Regions from separate parts of the Mus musculus genome. Here regions 1, 2, 3, 4, 5 and 7 are each linked to region 6. A link is a contact called in public HiChIP or PLAC-seq and promoter capture Hi-C data. All regions are on one chromosome and are shown on one strand. The core of a region is the stretch at or near the end of the contact, and the rest is flanking DNA. Distances in the headings are between cores, read along the strand shown. Region 1 holds the start of Ahdc1 (AT hook, DNA binding motif, containing 1). Region 2 overlaps Ahdc1 (AT hook, DNA binding motif, containing 1). Region 3 has its middle 28 kb from the start of Gm12977. Region 4 holds the start of Hmgn2 (high mobility group nucleosomal binding domain 2). Region 5 has its middle 17 kb from the start of Rps6ka1. Region 6 holds the start of Tent5b (terminal nucleotidyltransferase 5B). Region 7 holds the start of Rps6ka1 (ribosomal protein S6 kinase polypeptide 1).

Region 1 (2,700 bases), core at 41-2,540, 470 kb before region 6:
AAGGCATTGCTAGAGAAGCTTAGGACATGGGGCAAGATGGACTAAGTTGGCAGACATTGGCCAAAGGAATGTCAGACACAGTCATGAGTTGGGATCAGCTCAGAAGCAGTCAATAGACAAGTAGCAGGGCAGTGATCACTGCATCACTCATCTGTTTCTTCTGCAAACCTTATCTACCTTAGTGCCAAGGGAGGACACATAGACACAGGGAAGAAAGATCAACAGTAAAGGATGGCGGGGACGCGGGGGGGGGGGGGTGGAGTAGAGGGAATCACCACTCTGTTACCGCCCAAGGGTTAAGGAAGGAAGGAAGCTTTGAAATTATCCAGATGCTGAATCTACCACTTTCTAATCGGGACACCTGGGCTCCGGAACTCTTATATCTAAAATAGAAATAAGGTCTCGTAGGGTTTTTTCTGCAAGGCTCCAAGGACCCCGTGCTGCCCGGGTGCTCAGTAAATGGCAGCCGCGGCAATTCTCCTTTCAGAGCTGTCCAGCCACCTCCCTGGGGGTAACAAAGCCTTCCTCAGAGGCGCACATTCCCATCTGTGGGATAGGCAAGGCAGGGGGCCCAGAGCCAGGGGCTGGAGAACAGATGTGACCTGAAGAGGAGGTAGGTGAAAGTGCTGCGCCCAACCCCCACGCCGCAGCAGGCGCTGGAGAACTGTTGAATTCCGCTCACAAACAATTGTTCAAATTCAGAAGGCATGGTATCTACACTTTGTCCAGAATTTTTTGCGCCCTCGCCGCCCGTGGACGACAATAAAAAGTAGGCGCTGGAAGAACTAAATCCAGGGCTGAGTTTGAGGCGAAGGGCCACGAAATGCGGAGGAGACTGTAGCGTTTCCAGAGCGGCTTTCTTGCCAAACGCCTCTTCTGATAGGAAAAACGTCCCCAAATTGAAAGTGTAGGTCCTCTCGTCTCTCCATGGGCCCTCTCAACGTGTTTGGGACACCCCAGAAAGTCGCAGCCCTTTTGGCTCATCCTCTGATGCCCGATTCCACTCATTTTATTCTCAGACCCCGCCCCTGCGCTACCACCCGCAACCTTGGCGCAGCCAGAGCCCCGAGTAGGGGCCTCGGAACGCCCGGAATGTTCCTAACCCTTGAGGAGGATCAGCAGTCCTAGATAAAACGGGATTCATCCGGGCCAGGGATACTCCGGCATAGGGTCCGCTCCGGGCCGCGCCGTCGGAGCAGCCGGAGTGGCCCCGCCCGCACAGCGCGCGGAGCGGCCGAACAGGGACTACAAGTCCCGGCGTGCTCTGCGCGCGCTCCCCCCTGGGGTTCCGGATGGTGAGCAGCGAAGGTAAGGCGAGCTCGCAGAGGCAACGGCGGCGGCGGCGGAGACGGAGAGAGGCAGGCAGGCAGGCAGGGCGAGGGCGAGAGACGGAGGGAGGGAGCGAGCGAGGCAGACCAGACAGACAGACAGGCGGGCGGGCGGGCCGAGCGAGCCACCCGCCAGGCTGCGCTCAGCCCCGCTCGCAGCGGAGAGAGCAGAAGGCAGGAGGAGGGAGGGGAGGAGGGAGGAGGGAGGGAGAGAGGGAATCCAGCTACCACCACCCAAAGCCAGCGTCTGCTTTCTGTCCTCATTTCCTTTTCCCACCCAGCTCGGAGAGCAGAGAAAGGCAGAGAGAGAGAGAGAAATAGAGACAGGCAGACAAACAGACAGACAGACAGAGCGGGAGGGAGGAGGGCGGCGGAGGAGGAGCAGGAGGACTACGCGGGGCGTCTTCCCTCCCAGGTTTGCAATTGGGGGGTTGGGGCGGGGGTGTCCAGGGCTGTGAGAGTGTGTGAGCGGCTGGGGAAGCGAGTGGGGCGCAGATAGCGAAGGAGTAATCGTGGTGGGGGGGACGCCGCGGGAGCGGGGGGCCGTGTCCAGCGGAGTTAGCGGCGGAGAATGTGAGCCGAGGCGCGAGCCATGCTGTCAGCGACGGCAGGCGGCTCAGGGCTCCTCTACGACTCCTCTTCCCAGCAGCCGGGCGCCCGTGTCGCTGCCGCCGGCGGAAGATAGACGCCCCCCGAAACCCCTCGCCTGGCTCGGACCCACGGAGCCGGCAGCCCAGCACTCCGGTAAGTAGCGCCTCCTGCCCAGCAATAGACGCGGTTGGGGACCGGCCGGCCAGGCTCTTTTGTGCAGCGCACTGTGGGGGGGCCCAGCGCCCCCAGTCCGGTCCGCCGGACCCCGTGGCTGCGGTGCCCGCGGTGCGATCGGTCTTTGTTTCCACCGGGGCCCGCGGCTCGGCTGGGCTCGGCTCGAAGCCTGGCAGGCAGCGCCGGGAAGGGGGAGGGGGAGGTGGACGGGGAGGGGGGGCGGGGAGGGGGGGTTCTCGGGTTTCCTGGCCGCCCCGCGGCTCCCCCGGCTCGGGGGCGAGGTGCGCGCCCAGAGCTGCCGCGCACCCCCTCCTCCTCCCCCTCCCTCCGCCTTTGGATTTAAAACTGCAATTTGCTCTCCAGCTTGCTGAGAATGTGGGGGGGGGGATGTAGGGGGACCGTGGGAGCGGAGAACAAGGCTGGATTTTAGGATAGGCGCTGGGAAAAGGGGAGACTGCGGAGGGAGGAGCCCCTCCCCTCCAGCCCCCAAATCCCAAGGTTCCGTTGGCGCTCTGGGAGTTGAGGGGCGGGGACCTAATGACCCGGAGGGGGTGTGGGGCGGAGGAGGGATTTGGGGGCGGCCTGGCCAGAGGGGTTGGGCCGCGTG
Region 2 (2,700 bases), core at 118-2,617, 440 kb before region 6:
GGGAGGGAGGGTGTGATATGTGACTGCCAACCTTTGTGTTTCCTTGCTTGGAGTGGTGTGTGTGTGTGTGTAGGGAGCAGGAAGCATCTCCAGGCTCTGTGAGGATGCGCCCCCCCCCCACGCCCGCCCGCCCGCCCTGTGTCACATCTCTCATTTTTGTACCCCTTACCTCTGAGGCTGGGTTGAGTCCGGAATATGATAAACAAGTTAACTTCAGGGGCCAAGTAGTCTGAGACGAGCATTGGAAAGCAGAGTGCAGTCTTTGGGCTCTTGGACATCCAAAATGGTATCCATCTTTAGACCCTCTAGCTGTCCCACAGCAGGTGCTGAACCGACTCAACTGTTGCAGCGGGGTACTAAAGAGTTGGGAGACCTCTATTGGGTACCTACTCTGACACATTGGGCTTTAGTTTCCGCCTCTGTTTAAGGTTTAATTACTTTGTGTCAGTAATTAATATTCTGAAGCCAGTTTGTCTGACTTTGGGCTGTGCTGCTGTCAAACCTCTGGCAGGTCACTACTGAACCTCAGTTTCCTCCGGCAAGAAACACTGTATCTTTATTGGGACCTTAATGGAGTTAATGCTCTTTGATACTGCAGAGCCAGTGTGCATGTTGTTGGCCACTAATATGAAGTAGGCGCTAGATGTAAATGTATGAAAATACACTGTTTTGGTGTAAGGGACTTTTACTCTGAAAGGGGGGATTTTTAAATCCCTCTCAATAAATATCCCTCCCCCCTCAAAAAAAAAAGTTTTGCTCAGGAAAAGGCGCACGGCAAAGTGAATAAGGTACTCTCCGAATAAAGCCGGGTAGCTCATCCCAACTTACAGGTAAGGAAATCGAGGCCGGTGATTGGCCACTGGTGCTCGGCGGCGCTATCCAGTGAGGCCTGAGTCCGCCGCTGGGGAGGGAGTGCCCGGGCCGCGGGCGCTCACCGGAGGAGGGGCGTGCAGGTAGCGGGCGCCTCGCAGCCACCAGCCGCAATCAGGCGGTGTTAGCAATTCTGCCGCTCGACCGGCCGAGCAAGCGAGTCGGGCCGGGTGTCTCCCGGGCCCTCCCCAGCCCCGAGCCGGATAGAAGCGGCCCTCCCCTCCCCTTCCACGTGTCCCTCCTCCGCGGGTAGCCGAGGGCCCCGGCTAGCGGGACGGGGGCCAGGAAAAAGCCGAAAACAGCGCGGCCGGGCCGCTCCCCTCCCGCTCAAAATAGCCCCCGGCCGGGGCTGCCACGCATTCCGCCGTCCCCGGGGCGCGGGAAGGAGCGGCGGGCCGGGCGACGTGGCTGCCTCGCCGAGTGGGACTGGGTGGGGGCGAGGGCGGGCCGCGCGGTCGCTCGCTCCCTCGCTCGGCCGGCCCGCATGTGGCTCTCCTTCGGGGAGCCTTGGCAGCCCAGGCGGCGCGCTGCGCCGGGATGATGGAGAGCTTCTGGAATTTCCTGCAGCTGGAGAGCGCGAGCGGCCGGGGGAGCCGGCCCAGCGCGGCTCGGGAAGGGGGCGCCGAGCCGGCCGACCCCCGCACGCGTCTCCGTAGCCTCCGCCGCCGCCGTCGCCGCTCCGGGGGTGGGAGAGGTTTCCCGGACCTCCCCCGGGCGAGGCGGGAGGCTCCCCTCCCCCGCCGCTCCTTCGGGGCTGGCGGGGGTCCAGGCCCGCCCTTCCCCGGCCTGGGCGGCGGACAGGGGCCAGGTGCAGGCGACGCCCCTCCCCCCGCCGCCTGGTTTCCCTCTCGGCCCCGTCACCTCCGCCGGAGTCAGAAGCCCTGCGGCCTCCTGGGGAGGGGGCGGGGGCGCAGGCGCGGCCACCGGGCGGCCAGGTAGCTCGAGGGGCGGCGGCGGCGGCAAAACTCCGGAGCGGCTTCTTTCGGCCGGCAGACCCGCGCCTCCTGCTCGAGCCGAGGCGTCGAAGGGCTTCCTCTCTGCCGAAGGCAGGCGAGGCCGTTCGCTCCCAGGCCCCCTTCTCTGGCAACGACCGAGCCAGTGGACCGCGGACGGCTGGGGACCATCCTTGATGATTTCCCCAACTCCGGCAGCAGCTTGCTTTGGGGCATAACTGCACCCTGCGGGTCAGGGAGTCCAGAAAAGGGACCCGGGAGGGAGGGCGTCCCGTTTACCGGAGCCCCGAAAGCCAGGGGAGTTGGTAAGTGACCTCTCAGGGCTCTTCCTTTTCTCTTTTCTTTTCTTTTCTTTTCTTTTCTTTTCTTTTCTTTTCTTTTCTTTTCTTTTCTTTTCTTTTCTTTTCTTTTCTTTTCTTTTCCTTTACTGTTGGGAGTGTGTCCGCGCGCGCGTGTGTGTTCAGAGATTACTTTCCCCACAACTTTGCCTGATTCTAGTACCGTTTGGTAAAGTGCGGATGGAAACGGATGAACCGTTTGGCCACTCCCAGCCGAAGGCTCTGATTCAGTTACAATTCCCGCCCCCACCGAGCTCACCGCGCCGCGTTAAACCGAAGCATCGGTGGTAGTAGGCATGGTTTGATTCTTTCTCTGCCCTGCACTGTTCAGTGTCTTTGGGCAAGTCTCTTTACTCCTTTACCTTTGACTTTTCTGAAAAAACTAGGCCTTGTGGGGCTTAAAGTTGCACATGTAAGGCAATTAGTGTGGGGCCAACTCAGTAAGGACACCTGAGTACCAGCAGTCGCTTTCAGGAGGATAGAGGCCACCCTTAAAGCATTAATCCCATCTGCCTTCCACTGGCCCCTGTATAATGTGG
Region 3 (2,700 bases), core at 146-2,645, 360 kb after region 6:
GTTGCCCCACTGTTGCCTTCCCAGGTGCACCGGGCAGGAGGGGAACAGAAAGGAGCACTGCGGGTGTGTGTGTGTGTGTGTGTGTGTGTGTGTGTGTGTGTGTGTGTGTGTGTGTGTATGTGTTCCTGGGCTGAGTCCTCCCACTCACCTCTCCAGAGTCCTCCCACAGTTTAGTTCCACCCCTTTGCCCATGGCTGTGGCCGCTTCCATCCCTGAAGGTGCAGCACCCAATGAGGCCTCTCTCTTTGTTGAGTCATTTCCCCCCCACCTCCCCAGAGTTCATGGGGAACCCCTCTCTCTGTTTCTAGAAATAAAGTATTGCTATTCTGACTCTCTCAGCTCAGGGTGGAGGAACTTTCCGTGGGTGTGGGGGACTACCCCGAGGTGCGGTGGATTCTCCACTGCTGGTGATTTTTAATGGAGGGCTGGGTGCCCAGCTGAAGGGCTTTCCTGTAGGAGACAGGGGTTGGGTGTAGGCCTTTGAGGCTCTTTAACTGTAAGGTTTTATGAGTCATTATGAGTTGAAATTTAGCCTTTACATGAGGGTCAGATACAGGACATATATAGGCATAAGATAGACTCAAACGCAGCCTGCCTGGCGCATAGGAGCCTGAGACAGGAGTGGGGGTGGGTTGAAGGGAGGAGCTCAAGGCGATGGAGGTTTACCTGGGCAATAGGAAATAGGAGACCAAAAGGAGACAGGCCTGCTGAGATGGTTCATCGAGTAAAGACAATGCCACCCAGCCTAAGGACCTGAGGTTGATCCCCAGCTAGAAGAGAGCCAACTTCAGTACTATGTTCTCTGACCTCTGCCTACATGCTCTGTCACGTGTGCCCACACACATGAACATCATACACAACAAATAAGTTTTTTTTGTTGTTGTTTTTTTGTTTTTTCGAGACAGGATTTCTCTGTGTAGTCCTGGCTGGCCTGGAACTCACTCTGTAGACCAGGCTGGCCTCGAACTCAGAAATCCGCCTGCCTCTGCCTCCCGAGTGCTGGGATTAAAGGCGTGTGCCACTACGCCCGGCACTTTAAAAAAAAAATTTATTGGGGCTGGTGAGATGGCTCAGTGGGTAAGAGCACCCGACTGCTCTTCCGAAGGTCTGGAGTTCAAATCCCAGCAACCACATAATTTATTTATTACATGTAAGTACACTGTACCTGTCTTCAGACACTCTAGAAGAGGGAGTCAGATCTCGTTACGGATGGTTGGGAGCCACCATGTGGTTGCTGGGATTTGAACTTTGGAAGAGCAGTTGGTGCTCTTAACCGCTGAGCCATCTCACCAGCCCCACTTTTTTTTTTTTTTTTTTTTTTTTTTTTAAGTGGTCTAGCCACTTCCTTGCTTGGACACTTGTGGGTACATTCGTCTTCAATTTCCTTCCTGTGAAACCAAAAATGCCTACCTCATGAGACTACACGGGCCTCAGATGTGCTATGTCGCCGAGGCTGACCTCCAACCTCTGATCCTCAACAAAAAGGCCAAGCCACAGATGACCTGTCATTCCAGAGTTGAGAGGAGGGTTTAAATTCATGGGCTGAAGTCCCGAATGTTTGACTACTTAACGTGGGCAGGGAGTCAGACCTGCCTCTGACAAGGACTATCTTTGAGGTAATCCTAGACAGCAGGATACACAAATGGGCAGAGAGCCAGAAACGCTAAGGATGCTCGCACGGGGCAGGAGATGGCTCAGCAGTTAAGAGCTTGTCCTGCTCATCCCGAAGGCCTGAATTTGGCTTCAAGCGCCCACATCAGATGGCTCACTAACAGCAGTAACTCCAGTTCCATGGAATAGAATGCCTTCCTGTGCCTTCCATAGGCACCAGCATACGTGTGGTATACACAAGCGCTGTACATACACTTTGTTGTTGTTGTTTGGTTGTTTGAGACAGGGGTTTTCTGTGGAGAGCTGGCTGTCTTGGAATTTGATCTGTATACCAGACTGGTGGCCTTGAACTCACAGAAATCCACCTGCCACCAACTACCTCGCTATTCATGCACGTTATAAATAAATAAATAAATAAATAAATAAATAAATAAACAAATAAATAAATAAATAAATAAATAAATAAATGCAGAGACAGGGAGGCAGGTGGATATCGGTAAGCCTTGGCCAGTCTGGTCTACAGCACGAGTTCAAAGACAGCCTAGGATACACAGAGAAACCATGTATCGAAACCACACCCCCACCCCCACCAAAAACAAAGACAGACAGACAGGATGCTGAGATACCCTGGTGTGTAGGCCAGTATTGAGAGCGAGTCTCTGACCCAAAGGGAAGATGTCAGCTCCTCCCAGCGTCCCTCGGTCAGAACACGAATCTCCTGGACCTTCTAGAGCCGTCCTCAGTGTGTGCCCCGGAGGGGTTGGGAAACTTTCTATTTTCTTACCACTAGGAAGTGCCCCAATTTCCAACTTGCTTTCCACCATTTGCCAAGGAGGGGAACTTTCTTTTTCTTTTCTTTCTTTCTTTCTTTTTTTTAAAGATTTATTTATTATTAAATCTAAGTACACTGTAGCTGTCTTCAGACACCAGAAGAGGGCATCAGATTTCATTATGGATGCTTGTGAGCCACCATGTGGTTGCTGGGATTTGAACTCAGGACCTTTGGAAGAACAGTCAGTGCTCTTAACCACTGAGCCATCTCACCAGCTCCAAACCTAGATTTTTTTTTTTTGAGGGAGGGTCTCATCT
Region 4 (2,700 bases), core at 172-2,671, 490 kb after region 6:
AGTTCTCAGGATCACCTTTCTTTTACAATGTAAAAGCCATCTTTCACTTTAGTCTTAAGCATCAGAACGTGGGACAACAGCAAACACCTCTAGATGTGCAACAGCCACCATATATAATGCAACGGGATCACAGAGATCCGCCCCCAAGTGGTTCCCAGTATCAGGTAAAGATCAGGAAATAGACGCATACACTTACAGCAGACAACCTCGCAGATCTTCTCTGTGGCTATTAAAAAAGAAAGTAAGAGGAATAAGCACAGGTCTCCTCACTAGTCAGCTTCACATTAAAGAAAAGTTAATGAGACAATTCGTGGTCATTTACTACCACAGAACCTTGGTAGCTACTACGCAAGGCTTTGTGCGTTGCCCTCAATGGATAAGACTCACCTCGTCCTTCACCTTGGTTTTGTCTCCTTTAGCATCCCCTTCAGCCTACAAAATGATAAAAAGACCAAAACTTGTAACCTCGGAGGCAAATCTCAGAGAACCGGAACTTAACAGCAACCGTCAGACCCCATTCTAAAAACGCATACACCCAAGTTTTATATAAGAAGCCTTAACGGGGATAAGGCCCAACTAAAGTCCGAGACGCACGGAAGACCGGGCAGGCTGGCCGCAGAGCGCGGGAGAAGCTGGAGCCTGGCCCCACAGGCGCTCGGAGCCACCAGCGCCAGGCATTAACAGCTGCAGATTGTGCAAACAAACCTCTCCGGAGGCGGCGCCTGGCGCCGTTGCCATGGCAGCCGTCGAGGGCGGGAGCTCGGGGAAGCCGTGGGCGGGGGCGCGCGTCTCGTGCGCCCGGAACGTGGGCGGCCGGGGAGGGCGGAGCCACGCCGCGGGCCCGCCCCTCGCGGACGCAGTTTTGGCGGCAGCGCGCTCCCCCGCCCGCCCAGCCGAGCGCCGCCTTCCCGCCCTTTCGGGTTTGAATCGCCCGCTCGTTCGCTCGCTCGCCCGCGGGAGGAAGGGAGGAGGGGAGGGGGCTGCCGGTGGGGGAGGGGGCGCGGGCGGCCACAGGGAGCGGGATAAACAGCTGCCAACATGGCTCCTCCTGCTACCGCCACCGAGCCTCCAATATGGCTTCTGGCGCCCGCGGGCAGCGCGCCTCGCACGATTCGCCCCGCAGCCGGACTCGGGCTGGAACCTCGCGCCGCGCCCGACCTACCGCCGAGTCCCGAGCCCGAGGCTGGCGGTGGTCCCGGGGCGCCCGCGCGCTCGCGCCACGTACCTTTCTTTTGGGCATGGTGGCGGCAGGGGACGTCGGCGCTGAGCACGGGGATACAGCGGCGCGCGGGTTTGCTCCGTCCGGGGGTCGTCCTCGCTGCTTCCTCACACTGCTCGGGCTCCGGGGGGTTTATAAAGTTTTTATAGCGCTGGGAGCCCCGGACCGGTTAGAACCGGATTTCACCTCCCGTCGCCGCTCATTGGCCCAGTTGGGGTCACGTGGGCGGGGTTTAAACTCACCTCCTCTGGAGTGAGGAGGGGGTGCAGGGGGAGGGCGCTCGAGACGGCGGCGCGCCTTGGGGGAGGGGGCGCGCCTCGGAGTCGGAGGTAATAAATGAGGGGCGCGCGAGGCGGCAGGCTTGGGGTTCCGCTCCCGCCCAGACCTGGCTTTTGCAAACTACCAAGTTCCTTCCACCTTATGCAACCCTTCTACCCACTTCTCCAAGCCGTGCGACACTGGGCACATCTCGGCCGCTTTCCTTCCTGCTCCCGCCGGGGCCCCAGCAGAGGGGTTTGTGAGGCCTGGCCGCGCCGCCCAGCTCCAGAGGCGGCGGGAAGCGCGCCGGCCGCAGCCCCGGGGACCACGGGCTCCCGTGGGCTGAGAGCCGGGAGGCTAAGCTTGGCGCAGTCGGACGTGCATCCTTTTGAGTTGCCACCTTGGGGAGTCCCTCGGTGTGCTCACCTGGAAAGCAGTCCACGGGATGTGGAGGTGTGGGCTGGGAGGGGAGACTTTCCACACAGGGATGCCTTTCGGGTACAGCGGGGCAGGTAGGAGCTGTCCTTTCAGCACCTACTGCTGAGCCGCCTCCCCAACGTTAAACAGCCCCCCAACATCTGCCTGGTAGCTTCCTTAAATCCCCTCTGGCCCCTGTCACAGAATGGTGGAGAAAAGCCGGCGCCCCAGCCCGGGAGCACGCCCCTCCCACTCGGCTCTCTGGGTCTGGGCTGCAGCTACCCAGCTGCCCCCACTCAGCAGAGGCCATGGAACCTGGGCTTTGCAGATGCCACAGCTGGCTAAAGCCCGCCTCACACACCATCGAGCTGGCTTGCTCTCGGTTGCGTGAGGAAAAGGCGGTTGAAGGGAAGCGCCGGAAGATTAGGAAACAAGTAGATGAACAGGTGTGATGGCAGAGGGGCCCTTCCAGGCCACCCCCGCCCAAAGTCCGGCCTTCTAGAGCTAGCTGAGTGCACCCGATGGAGGGGGCCAACTGCAGCAGTAAAGCAAAACCTTCTCTCGTTTGCAGTTACCACACAAACCTTGTATCTCAAAAAGAAAATTTTAAATTCTTTTTGACATCCATAACACAACTGGCTAACATCTGCAATAGGGTGTTTGGTGCTCAGGCGGAAGGCACAAAATAGGTCCCATCTTAATTTCTGAGGCAAGGGTTGAAGCTAGTTTGTAATAGCCATGGCAGCAGAAAGCAGACATCTGCGAATTCAAATCAAGCATTTTTCAGCCTTTGCCTCTGGACAACA
Region 5 (2,700 bases), core at 138-2,637, 420 kb after region 6:
CTCTTGTTAGTTTTTCTTTTTGTTGTTTTGAGAAAGGAGAGGGGAGTCTCACTCTGTAGACTTGGCTAGCCTGAAACTTGCTCTGTAGACTCTGCTGCCCTTGAACTTAAGAGATCTGCCTGCCTCTGTCCCCTTGAGTGCCAGGATTAAAGCCCTGTGTCATAACACCTGGCCCCAGACGCATACTTTGTTCTTGCTTTGGCTACAGGTGTTGTTAACTAGTATTTACTAGTTTTTAAATTAAAGCTTTCTAGCCTCTCTCAGAAGTCGGCCACCCGGGTCCTTGTCCTGCCTAGTCCCCTCCCTTAGATGACTGTGTCACAGGTGCTCCATGCCGTCCCTGACCTCCTCACTCACTCATGCTCTGGTGGGTGTCTAGCTTCGTGCTTTCACGTAGGCCATCTTACAAACGGAAGACTCTTAAATCCCAGAGAGGAAGAAGCTTACAATGTACACAGTGGGTTTGTGACAAAGCTGGCACCAAGCCAGGCTTCCCATGGCCCCTCGGTGACATAGACAATTGCCAGTGCCCTCAGATGTGAAGGGAACTCAAAAAGGGACTTTCCCAGCTCAGAACAAGCTAACTTTGTTTCCTGAACATATCCAATGGCAGTACCATGGTGGGGACCTCCTCACCCACTGGCCATACCACCCCCTCCCCACCCCGACACCTCTGCCCTCCACTTGGGCATGGTGCAGAGCTGTAGGGTGACCTTCCCAGAACCTCACGGGAAGTTCAGGGTGAATCTGTCTAACTTCTGCCCCAGCTCTTGACCGAAGACCAGAGGAATCTACCCCCAGCTCACCACCTGCGTTAGCCCCATTTCTTGGAACCCATGAACCTGCCCGTGAGCTGCCCCCAAATAAACCTGCCTTTTTACTCTCTATTTGGCTTGAATTAGCTTATCTCGTTGGTGGAGAAAAACCTATTAACTGTCTCAAAGCAAAAACAAACAAACAAACAAACAAACAAACAAAAATGGCCACGAAGAAGGAAGCATTTCCTGTCTTGTATAAACTGTATTTCATGAGAATAAAATACTTAGGACAAGTTCATTTTTATGGAAGAATTATCCAGGTAATGAGTGCAACGTGAGTAAGAAAAATCACCATTTGGCAATGCCTAACAACATAATGACTCATTAGTGGACGGCAAAGCCAATAGGGGAAAGGCCGACGGAGACTTCTATAAGGAAGAGATCAATAAGGCCTCAGATTAGTCAGCTAATAGAATATGTCAGCTAAAACATTACGCACTTCAGATTTGCTGTAATATTGGGTGTACCGAGCTGGAGATTCAGTTCAGATGTCACAGTGCTGCTTAGCACGCAGGAGGCCCTGGCTTCTATCCCTGGTACTGAATCAAATGGGAATGGTGGTGTTCACCTACAACCCCAGCCCTCAGCAGGTGGAGGCGAGAGGATCGGAATACAAGGTCATCCTCTCCTCTAAGGGGAGTCTGAGGCCAGGCTAGAATCCATCCAGCCTGTCTGGAAAACAAATGACAAACAGCACTTGAAGTGCAGATGACGGTGGCCGATGAAGTACTGTTGCCAAACACATTAAACCCCTCTAACCAAGTCTCTGGAAATGACTTTTCGTTTACTGGAAATCTAAGGCACAAGAGCAAGTTTAACTACACTTCTAGGAAACAACAAATTTTCTACAGTATGGCAACTCTGATGGGACAAATCCTCGGTGTTTCCACAAGTAAAGAGCACTGGGAACAAATAAAAAGTGAGATGGCTCAGCTGGTAGAGCAAGCTCGGGGAGCTGAGTTAGATTGATTGTTGGAGCTCTCGTGTAAAAGTGGGTGGGGAGGGCTGGGGAGAGGGCTCAGTGGTTAAGAGCACTTGGCTATGTGAGACCCTGAAATATTGCTAGCACTAATGATACTTTTTAAAATAAAAGAGGAGACAAGTAGGAGGTTGGGAAAATCTTTTGATTTTTCTTTTTGCAGACCTGTAGAGATTTTAGTCCCAAAAGGGGAAAAAATTTTGCAAAAATGTTCATACTTATTGAAGGTGAGAGGCAAATGATTAAGTTTTCTTTAATGTGATGGGATGTTGACATTTTTCTCTCCCAGCACGGGGTACTGAGCTGAGGGCCTCAAGCACTCTAGATTAGTTACATCTTATTCCCATGGCCGAGGAACTAGCAAAAAGCAATTTAATGGCGAGCGAGCGTCTGCTGGCTCATGGTTCACAAGATGCTGATTGAAGGGTACAGCCAGCCGGAAGAGCTCTGGGCAGCTAGCTGGTTGCACAGTGTCTGCAGTGAGGAAGTGGTGGACAGAGGAGGAAGGAGGGAGGAAGGAGGAGAGGGACGTGGGGGTAGAGATGTGGGGGGTTTCTGGTGGTGGGGGGAGTGGTGTGGGGAGGTGGGGTTTGTGGGTGGAATGGGTAGGGGATGGGGTGGGGGAATAGGTGGCATAGCAAGTGACAATGGGGGTGACATAGGTGGGGGGATGGGGAGTGGTGGGGAGAGATGATGCTGGTAGCATTTTATCTTCTCTTTTCCTTTGTGTCACTACATCAAAGAGGGTCTTCCCTCCTAAGTGAAAGGTCTCTGGAAATGCCCGCATAAACACACCCATGGGTGGGTCTCCTAGGAGATTCTAAAGCCAGTCAAATTGACAGTGAAGACCTGTGACAGCAGAGGAGCACACTGCCCTCTGAGCTGGACAGCCTCTTCTTAGTT
Region 6 (2,700 bases), core at 98-2,597:
GGGGGCTTGGGGATTAGACCCAGGATCTTGCACTAGGCAAGCATTCCGAGCCACTGAGCCAAATCCATGTGCAGGAGAGTATTATGCCTGGACCTCAAACGCTTTCATCAGTAGCCTCGGGGATCTAGAGTTCAGAGACAACTCAGTCAAAGATCTCATTTTTATTTCCCTCGTTTTGTGGCACCAGAGGTTGAAGCCTGGGTCTCCGGCACACTAGGCGAGCAATTGGTCAGCGCTTTATATCTCCAGCCTGTTGATGTTGTTGTTGACAGGGTCTCACTGTATATCCCCGGCTGACCCAGAACTCAACAGGCAGACAAGGATAACTGAACGTCTTATCCTCCTGCCCACACCACTGGAATGCTGGGGTTACACATCTGGTGGAACACACGGGGCCTCCTCCAGGGGTTTTTAGAGTGGCCTGAGGCTGGGGCCGGCTTTCAGAAAGAAGAAATGTGTGTTCTGGTTTGAGGCAGGTCAAGCTGTGCCCTGACAGAAACTGGGGTATAGTAGCTGTTTCTAAGTCCTGGATTCTTCTTCCCTGTCTTTTAATCCTTAGTCTGCCTTTTAGGAAAATGGAAGGCTACAGAATTTGCTATATTATTATTACGAGAATGACAAGAAAAAAATACTGCGGCGATGAACAGGGCGATTCGATTTCGATTCTCCCTCCTGCCCATGACACATATATTTAAAATCTGAAAAGGAGGAGGGGATAAGATTCAAAAGTAGCAATAAGCCTCGGCCTCTATGATCTGTAGAGAGAAAGAGAAAAAAAATAGTAATATCCATCCCAGAAAAACCCTGGGTGGGCCCAGATGGAGCAAAGAGCTACATAGATCTTTAAACCTCCATCAGGACCATAACTGACACTCACATGCTACATGATGATGGGTAATAACGCCCTCTCTCTAAGCAGATTTCACCTCACCTAAGATGGAACAGGTACGCCAGGCATGCGGTAATTCGAAGGGCCAATCAAAGGAATAAATTAGAAAGCGGCCGGGCCGCCTTGTCAACACGGCAACATTACTCTACACAGACCTCCCTCGACTTCTGCCGCTGGAGGGCGCTGTCCCTCTAAGTCCCGGCAGGCTCGGGCCAATCGCAAGCAGCAGCTTCTTTAAAGACCAAAGGAGGGAATTCGGTCCGAGAGAGGGGGCGGGGAAGGGGCGTGCCTTTCAGCCAATCAGAAACTCCTGAGAGCCAGCGATTCCCTTGCAAAACTGTGTTGGCCCGTGATAGGGGGAGGGACAAGAGGAGGGCATCTCCTGCTGTGTGACAGCTGTGCTGACCAATGGGCGTGCGGCCCGCGGCCTATAAGTGTCAGCTGGGCCCGAGCCGCCTGGCTCTAAGATCTGTTAGTCCTCCCTGCCGTCGGGGGTGTTCCCTGGGTTTGCCTCGCCGCCGCCGGGTCCCCGCACCCCGCCTTGGCCCGTGCACAGCCACTCTCCCTGCCCTCCTCGCCTTCACCATTCCCGGGTTTCTGCCGTCCAGGCACCGGGGCCGGGTGAATGATGCCGTCGGAGAGTGGAGCTGAGAGCCTGGAGCAGCCAGCTGCGCAGGTGGGGACCGGTGCAGCCTCGGCAGTGGCCACGGCTGGGGCGGCCGGCGGCGGCCCGGACCCGGAGGCCTCCTCGGCCTCCCTGGGACGGCACCAGAGTCGGCTGAGCTGGCCACAGGTGAAGCGGCTGGACGCGCTGCTGAAAGAGCCGATCCCCATTCACGGACGAGGCAACTTCCCCACGCTGAGCGTGCAGCCCCAGCAGATCGTGCAGGTGAGGGGGACCCTGGCAGGGTCGGGGGTGGGGTGGTGCTCTGCTGCAAGGTACCTGGAGTCTATGACTGGCCGGGAAGCTAGGGAAACTAAGAAACAGGAACCCGACTACTAGTTCAGCTCTTCCTGCACCCTGCTGAGCTTGCCTGCTTGCCGTTCTGGGGACCTCTTATTCCCTTGGGAACCACTCACCAAGACCCTGGCTGGGAAATGGGGTGGAGATGGAGGAGGCACTAGATGGGACATCGCCCTGGCAGTCGCCAGTGAGGAGGGTGTGTACCTGGTTCCAGAATAGCTTTTCTTCTTCTACCTCACATCCTTGGACCTCCTGCACCCTCAGGGTTCTAGGGCACTCTGCCCTTGTGTTCCCACAACCCTTAGCTCAAGAAGCCTTGGCTAGGTGAAACAGCCCAGAAATTCCTGGGAAAGCTCCCAACCTCCCACGTGTTGCGGCCAGACCGGAGACCTCACCCCTTTGAAGATAGCATCAAATTTCCATTTTAGGGGTTCCTTCTCCCTTAAGGCTAGAATGAAGGCCGGCCCAAGGTTCAGACCCCAAAACACTATCTCCCTCCTGAGGATCAGATTCTGGCAGCTGCCCCCCTCCCCCATCAAACTACAGCTCTTTTAACCTAACCCTGCAAGACCCCAAACTTGCTCTTTCTGCATACAGCCCGAGCACTGTGGAATTCTGAAATACCAGAGGATGCCCGTTCTTATACCCCATTCTAACTGAGGCCTCGGGTGGGAGGGTGAGCTACCTACCAAAGGCTATCCAGTGAGGTGGAGGTCAGGTTCAGGGAGGGAGTCCTGGAGCTCCCCAGGAACAGATGGTATCTGATCAACAGTTCCTCTCCCCCCCCATCCCCATCCCACCCCACTCCCCAGATTCCCAAACTCAACATCTAGTCCTGAAGTCCCTG
Region 7 (2,700 bases), core at 119-2,618, 410 kb after region 6:
ATCCAGCCGCGCCCACCCTCCAATAGCCAGTGTAGCCCATCCCTTTAAAGGGGCAGCATGCCCTGAGTGCCTGGAGACTTGGGGATCTCACTGTGGATCCTCTCTCTGCCCGTGGTCCTGAGAGACAGGGCTCACAGTGACTGACCTGAGGTACCAAGCATAGGTAAAGGGGTTCAAGCCAGGAGAAAAAGCATCTAGGTTCTGGGATCAAGTGAGGTCTCCTGTACCCCAGCCTCCTGTACCCCAAAACAGCTCCAGTGAAGGAAGGCAGAGTTTCACCTGCCTCCTTCGCAGCAGGAGAGCAGGGAAAGTTTTAAAGTTGCTGGTTCAAAACTTGACCTTGATCCCAGGGTGACAGGACAGCACAGAAGTGGCCTCCTGCATGCTCAGGGTTGGACCACAAAGCCCTCAAAAAAGACAGGAGTTGCTTCTGGGAAAGGCTAGGTGGCAGAAGCCATACTGCCCAAGGGCTCAGCCTTTTTCTACAGGAAAGGAAGGAGGGAGAGAGGAAGACGGAGGCAGAGTCTCTTCTACAGAGACAGTCTTCACAAGATCTAAGGACTTTCCCCACTCTTCAGCATAATCTGAAGTAGGAAGACCCGGTGTCATTAGCTTTAGGGCAAAGGAAAGCAGGCTCCAACTCCAGAGGTGGTATCGTCCCACGTTCCATAACTGCCTGGGATTCAGCAGGGCTACCTTCCTAAGGTCAGAAGTGGAGGAACGAAGAGAGGTCTTGGGGAGAGGTTAAGGTGAGAAACCGGATTCCCATGATCCTTGTCTCTAGTAGAAGCCTAGACATCTGACCCAAGCCTTTCTCCCTTCTGCACTGATTGGGGCAACTCCCACAGCTACTAAAAGATGATAAGCGGGATGGGTCCTAGGTGTCAGATCTCAACACACCGTGGAGATTCCTCTCCTGGCTACTGCAGGGAGGTACTGAGAGCCCAGCAGAACCATCCCCTACACACGCACACCCGGAGCACAAGGGGGTGGAGCCGGACAGTGAGCTAGAGACCGGAGGGCACTCACGTCCCCGCGGGGCTGCAGAGACGCCGCGGGCCGCCCCCGCCCCGCCCCGGTGCGGATCCGGGCTGGCCGGCCGCCGCCGCCTGTCCCCCCAACCCCCGCCCCTCTCACTCACCTCCGGGTCCAGCGGCACCAGCTCCATGAGCGGCCAGGGCTCCTTGAGCTGGGCGAGCGGCATCGCGCCGCTGCCGGACCGCCCGCGCTCCTCCCGGCGGCCCCGGGCAGCGCTGCCTCTGGGCCACGGGGTCCCTGCTGCTACACCGAGACCCCCGCACGCCCCTGAGCCCCTCGCGCTCTGGATGGGCCGTCCGCCGCCGCCGCGGCACTCGCACTTCGGCTCGCTCCGTCACCCGGCGCCGCCGCGCCCATTGGCTACCTGCGCGGGGGCGGGGCCTGAGTAGCCCCGCCCAGTCCCCCCACGGCGCGGCATTCCCGGCGCGGACCCCCGCCCCCAACGCGCCGGGAGTCAGCCTTGCCTTCACGAGAGACCCCAGCCCACTGTCGGCCCTGCCCACCGGAGGCTCCGCGGGTTCCGTTTTCCCGGGCTTTGTGCCGCTTTGCAGACCTCGCTGGGGCCTCCGTTGTCCTGTCCTAGCAGCCTTTGGGATGTTAACCCAGATGTGCCTTCTCCCTCCAGGGGGAGGGGCTGCCACCCCACATTTACATGGGACGTCCTGGGCCTGATCCCGACTGAGGCGTGGAAGGAGCCTGGGCCTTGTGCCCTCTGGCTCTCAGCTCTCCAAGCCCTTAGGATCGCCCCCTTCCGAAAGCTTGTGCACATCACGGGAGCCCACACTTTGGGGTCTCCATGTGATCCCCGGGTCCCAAGCCAGCCAGCGCCAGGACCCACAGCGCCCCCAGGGTGATTTCCTAATACGCATTTTTTTTTCTCCTTCCTAGTCTGTTGTGCCCTATCACTTGAGGGCGCTGGTTTCAGGCCAGGTCCGCGCCTCTTCCGTGGCAGACCAGATTGTGGTCTGACTTGAGCAGGAGTCCCTGGAAAGAAGGCAAAATCCAGTTCTGGTGGGATCAGGATTCTCTCCAGTAAGATTTGGCCTGCTCTTAAGGAGATTTTAGGCCCCAGGTGTCGTGAGACTTACTCTCAGGTGAAAGACAAGCTGGCTCGTTTATTAAAAGCCTCCAGCGAAGACAGGCGTCATTGATAGGGAATTTATTTTTTGTTACGTTTCCTTGCTTGGTTATGGCCATGGAACCCAGGCTTTGCCGGCCAGGTCGTGTTGAGTATCTCCGACCTCCACCTTCAGGCAGCTTGTGATTTTTTTTTTGAGACTCCACCCCATCCTAGTAGACACCCTAAGCTATTTATCCGAAGTCACACAGCAGGTCAGGAGCACACTGGTGTTTAAAAGAGTGTGGGGTGGGTCCGTGGATGGACTCAATGGGTAAAAGAGCTTGCCTTCCCTGAGTCTGATCCCCAGGCCCCATGTGGTGGAAGAGAACCAACTCATAAGCAGTCCTTTGACCTCCACAAATGTGCACAGGGACAACCTTCCCCGATAAAGACATTTTAATGCAGTACATTTTTAAGTGGAGAGAAGTCACTCACGCCTCTAATCCTAGCAGTAGGGAGGCAGAGGCAGGAGGATCTCTGTTCAGGGCTAGCTTGGGCTACTTAGCCAATTCTAGGCCAGCCAGGGCTACACAGTAAGAACC

What was found. Promoter capture Hi-C pulls out the DNA fragments that hold promoters and counts their contacts. HiChIP or PLAC-seq counts read pairs in DNA pulled down with a chosen protein or histone mark.
Region 1: a contact with region 6 is called in a promoter capture Hi-C map of embryonic stem cells, with 4 times the contacts expected there. The contact joins the promoter of Ahdc1 here to the promoter of Tent5b in region 6. A contact is called at or near these places in 8 of 39 promoter capture datasets (the 3T3-L1 cell line, the C10 cell line, embryonic stem cells and 4 more), 7 of 115 datasets of contacts at active chromatin or transcription factors (astrocytes, bone marrow-derived macrophages, craniofacial prominence and 4 more) and 2 of 9 other capture datasets (embryonic stem cells and liver).
Region 2: an H3K4me3 HiChIP or PLAC-seq map of bone marrow-derived macrophages shows a contact between it and region 6, with 5 times the contacts expected there. The contact joins the enhancer-like site here to the promoter of Tent5b in region 6. A contact is called at or near these places in 2 of 39 promoter capture datasets (hematopoietic stem and progenitor cells and neutrophils), 1 of 484 Hi-C or Micro-C datasets (muscle stem cells), 3 of 115 datasets of contacts at active chromatin or transcription factors (bone marrow-derived macrophages, embryonic stem cells and pancreatic cancer cells) and 1 of 9 other capture datasets (macrophages).
Region 3: a contact with region 6 is called in a promoter capture Hi-C map of pre-B cells, with 3 times the contacts expected there. The contact joins the enhancer-like site here to the promoter of Tent5b in region 6. A contact is called at or near these places in 2 of 39 promoter capture datasets (embryonic stem cells and pre-B cells), 1 of 15 datasets of contacts at CTCF or cohesin (large pre-B cells), 1 of 484 Hi-C or Micro-C datasets (B cells) and 3 of 115 datasets of contacts at active chromatin or transcription factors (T-cell acute lymphoblastic leukemia, embryonic stem cells and large pre-B cells).
Region 4: a contact with region 6 is called in an HNF4G HiChIP or PLAC-seq map of pancreatic cancer cells. The contact joins the promoter of Hmgn2 here to the promoter of Tent5b in region 6. A contact is called at or near these places in 1 of 39 promoter capture datasets (liver) and 1 of 115 datasets of contacts at active chromatin or transcription factors (pancreatic cancer cells).
Region 5: a FOXA1 HiChIP or PLAC-seq map of pancreatic cancer cells shows a contact between it and region 6. The contact joins the enhancer-like site here to the promoter of Tent5b in region 6. A contact is called at or near these places in 2 of 39 promoter capture datasets (hippocampal neurons and pre-B cells) and 3 of 115 datasets of contacts at active chromatin or transcription factors (bone marrow-derived macrophages, embryonic stem cells and pancreatic cancer cells).
Region 7: an H3K4me3 HiChIP or PLAC-seq map of embryonic stem cells shows a contact between it and region 6, with 7 times the contacts expected there. The contact joins the promoter of Rps6ka1 here to the promoter of Tent5b in region 6. A contact is called at or near these places in 5 of 39 promoter capture datasets (cranial neural crest, hippocampal neurons, maxillary cranial neural crest and 2 more), 1 of 15 datasets of contacts at CTCF or cohesin (large pre-B cells), 1 of 484 Hi-C or Micro-C datasets (embryonic stem cells), 5 of 115 datasets of contacts at active chromatin or transcription factors (embryonic stem cells, large pre-B cells, pancreatic cancer cells and 1 more) and 1 of 9 other capture datasets (liver).

Annotation. Positions count from the first base shown.
Region 1 is chr4:133,010,216-133,012,915 of GRCm38.p6, forward strand. Ahdc1 (AT hook, DNA binding motif, containing 1) reads left to right here and starts at 1,291. Exons shown (of 7, transcript NM_146155.3): 1 at 1,291-1,308; 2 at 1,975-2,072.
Region 2 is chr4:133,037,659-133,040,358 of GRCm38.p6, forward strand. The region is part of intron 2 of Ahdc1 (AT hook, DNA binding motif, containing 1); the gene reads left to right. Among named protein-coding and RNA genes, the nearest start is that of Ahdc1, 28 kb to the left of the region's middle. Within about 2 kb of position 1,368, at least 206 of the 459 cell types and tissues checked have an H3K27ac peak or open chromatin away from gene starts, as enhancers often do. A contact at or near this core is called in bone marrow-derived macrophages, embryonic stem cells, muscle stem cells and 1 more, where this site is marked.
Region 3 is chr4:133,843,011-133,845,710 of GRCm38.p6, forward strand. No RefSeq gene overlaps it. Among named protein-coding and RNA genes, the nearest start is that of Gm12977, 28 kb to the right of the region's middle. Within about 2 kb of position 1,396, at least 72 of the 459 cell types and tissues checked have an H3K27ac peak or open chromatin away from gene starts, as enhancers often do. A contact at or near this core is called in T-cell acute lymphoblastic leukemia and pre-B cells, where this site is marked.
Region 4 is chr4:133,966,570-133,969,269 of GRCm38.p6, forward strand. It overlaps Hmgn2 (high mobility group nucleosomal binding domain 2), which reads right to left and starts at 1,422. Exons shown (of 6, transcript NM_016957.3): 1 at 1,226-1,422; 2 at 388-432; 3 at 197-226. The coding sequence starts at 1,240. Dhdds (dehydrodolichyl diphosphate synthase) reads right to left here. Exons shown (of 9, transcript NM_001362959.1): 9 at 2,459-2,700.
Region 5 is chr4:133,903,119-133,905,818 of GRCm38.p6, forward strand. No RefSeq gene overlaps it. Among named protein-coding and RNA genes, the nearest start is that of Rps6ka1, 17 kb to the left of the region's middle. Within about 2 kb of position 1,388, at least 34 of the 459 cell types and tissues checked have an H3K27ac peak or open chromatin away from gene starts, as enhancers often do. A contact at or near this core is called in bone marrow-derived macrophages and pancreatic cancer cells, where this site is marked.
Region 6 is chr4:133,478,786-133,481,485 of GRCm38.p6, forward strand. Tent5b (terminal nucleotidyltransferase 5B) reads left to right here and starts at 1,348. Exons shown (of 2, transcript NM_175307.6): 1 at 1,348-1,778. The coding sequence starts at 1,515. It overlaps Gm13257 (a long non-coding RNA gene), which reads right to left. Exons shown (of 3, transcript XR_390815.4): 3 at 2,692-2,700.
Region 7 is chr4:133,886,429-133,889,128 of GRCm38.p6, forward strand. It overlaps Rps6ka1 (ribosomal protein S6 kinase polypeptide 1), which reads right to left and starts at 1,369. Exons shown (of 22, transcript NM_009097.5): 1 at 1,142-1,369. The coding sequence starts at 1,204.